Linked DNA regions of Mus musculus: region 1 is linked to region 2. Evidence: chromatin contacts called from public HiChIP or PLAC-seq data. All regions are on one chromosome and are shown on one strand. Each heading gives the region's core, a stretch centred on a gene start, on an enhancer-like site or on the middle of the called end of the contact. The rest is flanking DNA. Distances are from core to core; before and after follow the strand shown. Region 1 overlaps E130307A14Rik (RIKEN cDNA E130307A14 gene). Region 2 holds the start of Ccn6 (cellular communication network factor 6).

Region 1 (5,027 bases), core at 1,578-4,077, 500 kb before region 2:
CTAGAAAGCCTCCTTTAGTCATCTTTTCATATAATTTGGCCTTTTCTTCCAATTTTTCCTTTGCTTTGTGTAAAGTCTTCTGCTCCTCAAGCTTTTGTCCAGCGTCCTTCTCTGCTCGGCTTGTAACACCCACATTTTGTTGGCTTCTTATTAATTGTCTTTGGTTTTCCAAAAACTCCAGAATCTTTTAGAAGTTTTTCTTGTTTGAATTCTTCTTGTTTTCGAAAGAGCTCCATCTTAAGATCTACCAAGGAGGAGGTTGTAGCGTCCAAGCTTTTTCTTTTGGTCCATCGTCCCGCCAAGGTGTCCGGTCCCAAGACGCAGCCTCCCTGTGGCCTCGGTCAGACCCTACGAGTTCGCCCCCCCCCCCCAGACATTTTCTTAATTGAGGTAACTTCCTCTCAGATAACTTTAGTTTGTGTCAAGCTGACATAAAACTGTCCAGCACAGGGGTATTTATTACTACAGTATATGAATCTGAACCACTGAACCCGTGATTCATTTGATTTCACTTGGGAAAAAAATAGATATAAAGTTGCTTTTGTAAATGTCACTTGGCAGCATCTTAAAAGTTGCATATTTGGGTTTTTGGTTTTTTTGTTGTTGTTGTTGTTTTGTTTTTGTTTTTGTTTTTCCAAGACAGAGTTTCTCTGTATAGCTTTGGCTGTCCTGGAACCCACTTTGTAGACCAGGCTGGCCTCGAACTCAGAAATCCACCTGCCTCTGCCTCCCATGTGCCGGGATTAAAGGCGTGTGCCACCATGACCAACCGCTAAAAGTTGCGTTATTTAATGGTTTGTTTTTCAGTCTGTTGTGATGGGTTGAATAATAATGGGCCCCATAGGCTCATATACTCAAAGGCTTGGTCACCAGGAAGTGGCACTGTTTGAAAGGATTAGGAGGTGTGGCTTGTGGGGGGGGGTGTCTTTGGGGGTGGGTTTTGGGTTTTCTAAGGCCCAAGCCAAGCTCAGAATCCCTCTTCCTGCTGCCTACAGATCCAAATGTAGAACTCTGAGATACTTCCCCAGCACCATGTCTGCCTGCTGTCATTCTCTCTGCCATGATGTTAATGGACTAAACTTCTGAAACTATAAGCAAGCCCCAATTAAATGCTTTCTTTTATAAGAGTTGCCTTGGTCACGGTGTCTCTTCACAGCCACAGAGCAGTGACAAAGACATCTGTTTAAAATGTTTTCATAACAAAATCATGTTGTCAGGATGTCAGCTGCCCCTCTCCCAGGTTGCCAGTTTCTAGCCCTTCTTCCCTGGTGTCTTCTTAATCGTGTAACTGCTGACCTCCGAAGGGTGGAGAACTCGGCACTGCATTCAATAAGACTATAGACAAAAGAAGCTAAATGTAAGCACAAGTGTGACAGGGTCAAGGTCTGTGCTTGTGGTAGAGGAAGAACAGTAGAGGGTTAATGCCTTGCACCACAGCTTGGATCAGTTCTTAAGTCAGCCATGCTTTTCTTATTGGGGTCAAAGGTCAGGCAATATGTAAGGGGCCAGCCAAGACAACCTCTCAGGCCAAGAGCTGACTGGCTAAGCAAGCTGTCCTCGTGTCAACTGTTTGCCATGACCATGCTCACAAATTGTTTTAGGAGCCATTGAGAATGAGCACCTTGTTTTAAACGTTTATTGTAAACTACAGTGGAAGACATGTCTCTCTAGTCACAAAGGAGAATACTGAGAATGGTTATTTCACACTAGTATGACTTGGGCCTTATAAAATTAAATGTAAGCTTCCTTAGTCTCTAGCTTAGGGGTTCTTTATAAAACCTCTGCGGTTGTGTATATTTCAGACCAAGAATCTACTGCTCTGGAACCTACTGGAGAGGGATTTCAAGCCAGGGAAACATAAGTTCTCTCAAGTTTCTAAGTAAACAAACTGTGGATAACAGCAGATTGGAGAGCAAAATCAGTCCTTGAACTCAAGGAACCGTGACAGACAAAATGCAAGATGCTAAATCAGTCAGGTCCTGACTACGCAAACACATTTCTCTGGTTATAGAGAAAGAAGCCTTTGACCAATGCCAGTGAGGTTCAGACAATACTGTTGTACCCAGATAAACTCAGAACCAGCAGCTTTCAGCCCAAGGCATTGCCTGGGATTTGGCAAAGGCCGGGCAGGTACCCGAGGCCAGCTGCCACTCTGTGGTGAAGCTGGCAGCCAGGCTTATAGCCAGCCTTTTCCAACGCAGTCCTTTGATAACACTGATTACATTTCCCTCGATAGAGCCTGGGGCTGATTGAGCAACAGCCAACTTCTCTGGGTAACAAAGAGGAGGGAAAGTAATCCAAACACAGGTTTTATTATAAAATCCAGGGAGTGAGAGAAGTATGTTTATTCTGTAAGATAGCACACCTGCTCAGGCCCCGGAGGCTCATTTCCATCAGTTGCCATGGCAAACTCGTTATACTTCAGGGCCATGTGGCTTTGTTTCCTTTTGAAATCTGGTCCTTGTCCTACCTTCTCTAACAACTCCAACACAATGGCATGGGAGCCTGCAACAGCATAATTGATTTCTCTGTCTCTCTATCAACAGTTCACATTTGTTCAGCACCGGCCTGAGTCTGCCTTCTCCTTTGAACTCCTTGCTAACCGTGAAGGCATGCTTCGAAAGCTATCCTCATTAACATTCCAGGTCTCTCTTCCCTGTCAGCAACAACAAAGCCCGCATCAATGGCCTCCTTCCTCCCTGCTTTACTGAGTGGCTCTGTTCCATGTTTTGCTGCTGATCCAGGTGCCCAGGCAAACAACACTGGGCTAAGAAGCATGCAGGAGAGAGTAAAAATAGAACAGCAGCTTGGACGCATACCAGAGCAGCTACTTCATCTCCACTGCTTTGCACACTAAGCCTGCTGGGATCCATCAGGCAGGAGTCCTCTTGCCCTCACCTTCTCCCCTCTCCTCCCCCCTCTCCAGCTGCCTTCTTCCATCAGCACCTTCCCAGTGAAGGGAGCAGAGGGAGGTCAGGCATGGGACAAGAAAGATGTGCCCTGGTGGTTTGAACTTTGAAGCCATAAGAGATCTGGGGGCTGTGACTATGCCTTCCTCACAAGACTTTCTAGAAAAGAGTGAGCAGGCGCTGACCTTGTTACCTCTGCCTAGTCACTCGAGCCCATGCTTCTCATTGTTTATCAAAATCTCAACACTTCCTAAACCATAAATGTGGCCTGGGACCACACCCAGACATCCCCTGAGAAGGTAAATACACAAGTCAGCTATGCTGACCTTTCTGCAGATCACCTGCTGGGCTCGATGCTAAGAGCTTGTGAGCAAATCCACACTCACACCGTCACACTGAAGGGGCACTGAACTGCTCACCATGTGTTCTGAGTTGAACCCACTTTTCAAGGGGAAAAAAAAGGAAGACTTGGTATGAAGTTAGGAATGTGCTATCCCTTGGATGTAGGTCTTCCAGAATGCTAACTATACTGGTTGGATTCTTTTGTGCTGTTTTATGCCTCGTGGTGAACTGTACTGTTCCTGCAGCCAGCCCTGCCACCACACTCTCCCAAGGGCAGTTACTCAGGCATCTCATTTCTCCATATTTCTCAAAGTACCACTTTTGTAGCATCAGAACAATACTATTATATTTAAATATCACAGTATTTAAAGAGTAAAACACATTTTTAAAAAAAATTACTGATTTTTGAGTGCATGCACACACACACACAGCTTTAAAAGAAGTTGATATAATTGCAGATTATTGTCTTCAAGCTTCAGGAAGGTTTTGAGGAATTTTAAGTTGGCCTAAGGTTCACATAGAACCACTATAAACTAAATATGCCAAACCATGTCAAGAGAAGCCACACTCCATATCATCACAGCAATAATTAATTCCCTGAAGAGATTCTCCCAGCACAAGTTGTGACATGATCATTTACTCTTGAAGTCACCAGAGGGTAGAGGTAATCTTCCCTCAGTCCTCCCATGTTCAGGAGGCTGTGTTTACCTCAGGGAGGAACTCTGTCACTGTGGATAAGAACACCAGTAAACCCCAGAAGGTGCCATAGGCTCGCCAGCCTTGAAGCTAGATCGCTGGGGCTAATAGCCCTGGAGTGAACTTGGATGAATCAGTTTCTTTGGATCCTGCTTCCTTCCTGCATAAAACAAAACTCAGGGCCCCTTTCAGAATGAAAATTCCATGACAGAAAAGTTACTTTACAATGTCATTATTCTGCTGCTTCTTTTGTTTTGTGTGTTGTTGAGTTGTGTCATATAGAGCTATTTGTGCTGGAAAATAGCACAAGACTCTCCGAGACGAGAGGTGTGGCTTCTTTGTAGTATTTTCCCACGGTGTAATCTACCTTCTCATTTCATCTGCTATTAGGAGAGGGTCTTCCAGATTCTTCTAGGTACAGTAAAGAGAAACAGAAAGATCCTGTGGTTTAAAGACTCTCTCTGGGTCATTTCAGTGATCACAGGACTTTGCAATCCATCTGGCAAAGATGGCAGTGTAGTGCCTGATGAAATGGCTGGGCTTAGGGAAATGCTTTTGGCAAAACATCCCAAAACAAGGATGGAAAGTTCAAACTGGAGAACGTGCAGCCCCTGTTGAGATGACTCAGAAAAAGTCAAGTCTACACAGGGGGGATTTGTTCAAGGGGTAATAACTACAGCGACGATGATTCCTCTGATCGAAGCTGAGAAAAACACATCCCAATACTTGGATTGCAGCCCTATGCCGAGACATCTTTGAACTCTGTAGAAGTTAAATTAGACAGGCAAGTGTTTTGAAGACAGTCACTGAAATTAAAACTAGCCACTAAATACCAGAAAATAATCTGAATCTATACCCAGTATACCTGACTCAAATCAGCTTATTATGACTAACATCAGGGGTTACAAGGTTATTTTTACCAAGCTATATCCAGTTTCTACCCTACAAATAGATACCCAAGGACCAGAGTAATGTTGAAATAAACCAAGTGTTAATCTGAGTATCAGTGTTCTAAAATAATTGTAAAAATTCCTTTGCTGGTGGTGGTCATCAGATGTCAGACACTTCAGAGCCAAGTTG
Region 2 (5,523 bases), core at 497-2,996:
AGCACAGTCTCTTCTGCTGAGCCACTCTGGGGTTTTGTCTTAATTCTCAAGGAGCAGGATACCCCGGGGATGGTTAGTTTTGATTATCAACTTGGCAAGCTCTGGAACCAATTATGAAATATGTCCTTCCTTGGATCTGTAGGGGTGTTTTTAGAAAGGATTAAGGGAGATGGGAAGACCTACCCTGGATTTGGGCGGCACTGTCCTGCGGGACAGGGTCCCAGCCTAGATAAGGATAAAGCAAACTGAGCTCTGACTTTCATCTCTGCTTCCCGACTGTGAATGCATTGTGAACAGTGGCCTTATGTTCTTGCCATGACTTCCCTGCCATGATTGACTGTGCCTTCCAAGTGTGAGCCAACATAAGCCCTTCTTCAAGATCCATTTGCCAGACATTTAACTGATCCAAGACCTTAGGGTGGCAAATGAAAAGGGTACTGTGAGGTTTGTATAAGCTTGGCCCAGAGAGTGGCATTATTTGGAGGTGTGGCCTTTTTGGAATAGGTGGGTCACTGTGGGCATGGGCTTTAAGACCCTTGTCCTAGCTGTGTGGAAGTCAGTCTTCTCCTGTTTGCCTTGAGATGCCTGCACCATGCCTGTTTGGATACTGCTATGCTCCCACCTTGATGATAATGGACTGATCCTCTGAACTGTAAGCCAACCCCAATTAAATGTTGTCCTTATAAGAGTTGCCTTGGTTATGGTGTCTGTCCACAGCAGTAAACCCCTAACTAAGAAGGGTACCATCTGGGTGGCCCAGTGCACATATAGCTGCAGGCTACTGTGATGTGTGCATGCTCATGTGCTATTGGCTCTGTGGGAGCACAGCCTCCCAGAGGTCACCGCTGTGGGAGGCCTTACTTATGTGCTAAATTCATGCTCATAAGGGTGGGAAGAAAGAGGCCCGGACACTGTAGATCACGTGACAGGCCAAAGGGAGAAGAGCTGTGGGAAGGTAGGTTTCGCCTGCTGGATCTTCAGGAAGACAAGACTTGGACAGAGAAAGAACAAAGGTTAAAATGGATACTCTTAACTCTTGTCCTGGTGACAACACAGGAGGGGACAGGCTGGTGGCCACATGTGTGTGCACACATGGTGTGTTTCTGGAGAAATGGTTCAAATTCAGAGTAACTTACTTTTTAGAGTTTTAAAGATTGTTTTAACTGATACACAAAAACAAAATTATATGTATTAATGGGCATCTTGTAGTGTTTCGTATGTTAAAAAAAATTCTCACTCCAATTTTCTAATTGGGAAAATCTAATTGGGAAAACCTAATTGGGGAAACCTAGGGTTAATTTTCTGTTGTCTCCCACAAAACTACAACTGCAGATAGGAGCCTAGTTTAAGCAAATGTGCTGTGGGGAGTCTACTTACACCCACTAGGTTAACCCCTTACCATTGCCCCAGGGGTGAGATGTGTCGGAGTATAGGACGACATGGGGTGGGGGCTGCTCACCAGCTCAGGAAAGGCCTCTAGAATCTGCTGTTGGTAGGACATGAAACTCAAGTGACATGAAATGGGGAGAGACTGGACCAACACCCGGCAGAGAAATCAGAGAGACCAAGGGCAAGGTGGGAAAGATGTCCAATGCCACCCAACTCCTGGAAGACGGGCTTGGATCTCAAGAACAGGATGTCCGTCCTCCCTCAGAGAACAACCTCCACTTGCTCTCGCAGAGTCCCTGTAGGAAGGTGTTGGCCCCTCCTGACGCACACCGTGCAGACCCAAGGAGCTTCTAGAAGTCCAGTGAAATCCGCAGGGCACTGGGACAGATCCTCAGACGGAAAGTGCAACCCGGGAGTCTGAAGCCCAGGAGGTGGAGACGTGGTTCCTTGTGCAGGAGACAGGGGAGCTTTGTGCCTGGCGCTTCTCCATCTCTCCATCCTCCCGGCATCATGCGTAGGCTCCTCTTTTGCACTCTGCTCATGACTGGGCTGACACAGGTAAGTCCTTGTTTCACATTCAGACTCCAGCTGTACATCTCCAGGCCCAAAGTACAGCTGCAAGGTAGAAATGGGGGAAATATACGGGTAATTATTTAATGAGAAATGGGGAGCCATTTTCCTTTCCAGAACGTTCAGTTTTAGCTTGGGAGTTTCGTCTCGATGCTGGACACTTCCCCCTTTGAGGTGTACACACTGAAGCCTTCTTGCAATGTGTGAACAGTCCACTAGTGTTCCCTTATGTCTATTTACACAGTCCACCCCAGCTCTCGGATGGGTAGCACTGACGGCCACAGCTGTAAACATGATCCCTTCATGAGAGGTTGCAGGCGCGGGCGGGCGAACACAAGGGCAGGCGGGCTCGCCTTTTCACAGCTTGTAGCATGCAAAGAGCTCCTGGCAAAAAAACGGGTTTGGCAATGATTTTTTTTTTTTCCCCCAGCTAAGCCTGTCCTTGTTTGAAAGGAACGCTTAGGAAGGAACATTTAGTGTTAAACTTTTACTTTATCTTTTCTCAAGCCTTGGGTCTTTCACTTTTTGTGAGTGAATCTGTCCGTGGAAGCTCTAAATAATTCGGAGGGCAGAGCATATGAAGTTTAATTTAAAATGAGCAATTCATTGCCTTAGTGTTTTTGATTGAGAAGATTAAAGCAGACAGAGTTACTTGCTGATTTATTTACATGAAGGTCACTGCTGGCTCTGACCTCTTCCGGTGACATAGAAAACATGGAAGGGTAAGGAGTTGGAGCTGAACATGGCTGGGGCAGCAGAGGTATTCTATACAGTAAGGGGAGTTGTTATACCGTCTAGAGGTGTGAGGTTTCAGAAGGCTCCTAAGAAGGATCTCAGCGATGGGTTCTTCCTGCTGGCACAGCTGGAGGACATTTCTTCAATAGCTCTGTGCCCAGCTCTCTCCTGTTCTACACTCTCAGGAGAGGCAGGTGGTTACTGTCAACTGAGGACTAGGGCATGTTCTTTTTTTTTTTTTAGTTTTTTTTAGAGCATGTTCTTAAACAGCAAATATTCTAGCACACAGAGAAATGTACAGAATAGAAAACAAGTGCAAATACAAAGAGATATTGTACTTAGACCACAAATTATCATTCGTGATTAATTTTGCCTTAATTATGTGTGGGTTTTTTGTTTGTTTGTTTGTTTGTTGTTTTGCTTTGTTTTGGTCATGGTGATAAAATACCTGAAAAATAATTAAAGGAAGGTTTATCTTGGCTCTCGGTTTAAGTTCATGGTTCTTGGCTGGACATTTCAGCCTCTGATGAGACACAGCATGGCAGCAGAAGTGTGTGATAGAGGAGGCAACTCATCTCACAGAGAGAAAAAACAGAGAAAGAGGATGTTATGAAATATAAAGAGGCAAGGTGTGCCCCTGAGAAATTACGCCATGCAACAGATCTGGTATAAGCGAGTTTATTGGGGGAAGGGAGAAGAGTGGGGGCCTGGGGAAGGAGTAGAGGCATCAAGTGATCCATGATGGGGGGCAGCAGAGAGGGGAGAAAGGGGCTCCAAGGATAAAGAGGGGGGAGAGAGAGAGAGAGAGAGAAAGAGAGAGAGAGAGAGAGAGAGAGAGAGAGAGAGAGAGAGAGAGAGAGAGAGAGAGAGAGAGAGAGAGAGAGAGAATGTGGAGAACAGAGAGAGCTGGGTGTCAGGCAGTCCTTTTATACACAGCCTGCATCTGCTGCACCTGGTGGCAGGGGCAGGTGATGGTGGCAGGTGATGATGTAAGCAGATGTTAGGTCCCTGAGAGCAGCCTAGTGGAATCACCTGTGAGCTAGTAGAGGCAGGAGACAAGATGTACTGATACAGCCCCAGTGATGCACTTCAGTAAGGTGCAGTCTTCCAGTTGTCCATTCAACTGCGAATCTACAAATGTGTGAATCCATTGGTCAGGTCAGCACACTCCTGACAGCTGCTCCCCCAGAGTCCACTTATGAGTAGTGATGACCAGGGGTGTGTGTACATATGGCATAAGTGTGAGCACACATGCATGTGCTCATGTCTGTGTCTACATGGCAGTCAGTGTACAGCACTGAGTGCCTGCCTCTAACTCTCCACCTTATTTTGTGAGTCAGGGTTTCTCACTGAAACTGGGCCTTGTGGTTTCATCTAGACTGGTTGCCTGCAAGCCTGGGGCACTGATTCTTCTATTTTTACCCCTAGGCCAAACTTTCCTGGGGCACACTTACAAACATAACCAAGGGTTTGATGACATCACTGATATGGTGAATAGCCACTAGATATCAAACACTATGCCAGACATTTAGTCCTTATCTTAATCACCTTAACTGTCTAAACAACTGTACCAAGAGCATATTAAGCTCATTTCACAGAAGACTGATGCTCAAAGAACAAATAATAGGAAATTAGTTAAGATCACAGAGCTGGCCCAAAGCTCAGCTCTGTTTTAAGAACATTCTCTTGCTTCATTCTGTGGTCTGAAAAGAAAAATATGCAAACTTCCTTATATTATCAACATATTTTCTCTTTCTTATGAGACCTAGTTTGTGTACTTTTATATTACAGTCTATTATAATTTCCTTGGTAATTTTTGTGAGATGAGTCTCCTAGCCAAAAAAAAAAAAATATTTTTATCTGGAATGTTTTATTCCTTCATTAAAAACTCTCTGTGCATGCCACTCAGGTGTTGGGTCTCGCCGTTCACTGTGGTTGAGACAGTTTTCCTGTCCTGGCTTACATGGGACAGGTGGTCCATGAGCTTCTGGGCCGCTCCTGTTTCCACCTTCCATCTGGTGTGCTGGAGGACATGCTCTGTGGCTGGGGTACAGACTCATGCTCTGCATTGCTGGGATATGGACACATGCTTTGCATTGCTGGTGTATGGATGCATGCTCTGCATTGCTGGTGTATGGACGCATGCTCTGCATTGCTGGGATACAGGTGCATGCTCTGTGTTGCTGGCGTATAGATGCATGCTCTGCATTGCTGGGGTACATTTGCATGCTCTGTGTTGCTGGGGTACATGCACATGCTCTGCGTTGCTGGGGTACAGACACATGCTCTGCACTGCTGGGGTACAGATGCATGCTCTGCACAGTGTGTGGCTTTACATGCCTTCTGAACTCCTGTCCTCACATTTGCAGTAAATCTCTCCACGGAGCCATCTCCTTGGCCCCATTTGCTTGTCTTTATGTTAGGCTCACTTTATGTTAGGCTCACTGAATTCTAGGTTGACAGCTTGGGGTTTTGTCTTTCCTGTTAGCATCGTCTCTGGGTACCTTTCCTGCCCCCCCTCTTGCTTCTTTAGCTAAGTCACTTCTCTTCTGTATGTAATGTTCCTCTCTTCTCAGGCCACTAGCATGACTTTCTCTTATTCATGGATTTCCCCCAGTGTTACTCTTTAATTTTTGAGATGGTCTAAAGATATTTCAAGACTGGAAAAGAAACATTTCCAGGTGGACAATTTGGAGAGTGGACATTGCATGAGGGAGTATATTAGTCAGTTTTGCATTGGTAAGGACTAAATGTCTGACAGAAACATTTGGCTCATGTTTCATAGGGCTTCCTTCATGGTGGGGAAAAGTCAGGTGGTAGAACAGTTCA

Evidence for each region. HiChIP or PLAC-seq counts read pairs in DNA pulled down with a chosen protein or histone mark.
Region 1: an H3K4me3 HiChIP or PLAC-seq map of embryonic basal ganglia shows a contact between it and region 2, with 4 times the contacts expected there. The contact joins the enhancer-like site here to the promoter of Ccn6 in region 2. A contact is called at or near these places in 5 of 15 datasets of contacts at CTCF or cohesin (CD8 T cells, the NIH/3T3 cell line, large pre-B cells and 2 more), 9 of 484 Hi-C or Micro-C datasets (the HPC-7 cell line, bone marrow-derived macrophages, embryonic fibroblasts and 4 more), 18 of 115 datasets of contacts at active chromatin or transcription factors (the NIH/3T3 cell line, T-cell acute lymphoblastic leukemia, Th17 cells and 14 more) and 2 of 9 other capture datasets (adipose tissue and embryonic stem cells).

The regions. Positions count from the first base shown.
Region 1 is chr10:39,657,346-39,662,372 of GRCm38.p6, reverse strand. The region is part of intron 2 of E130307A14Rik (RIKEN cDNA E130307A14 gene); the gene reads left to right. It also overlaps the pseudogene Gm8899. Among named protein-coding and RNA genes, the nearest start is that of Gm16364, 46 kb to the right of the region's middle. Within about 2 kb of position 2,827, at least 212 of the 459 cell types and tissues checked have an H3K27ac peak or open chromatin away from gene starts, as enhancers often do. A contact at or near this core is called in the NIH/3T3 cell line, astrocytes, craniofacial prominence and 12 more, where this site is marked.
Region 2 is chr10:39,160,017-39,165,539 of GRCm38.p6, reverse strand. It overlaps Ccn6 (cellular communication network factor 6), which reads left to right and starts at 1,746. Exons shown (of 5, transcript NM_001127376.1): 1 at 1,746-1,947. The coding sequence starts at 1,900.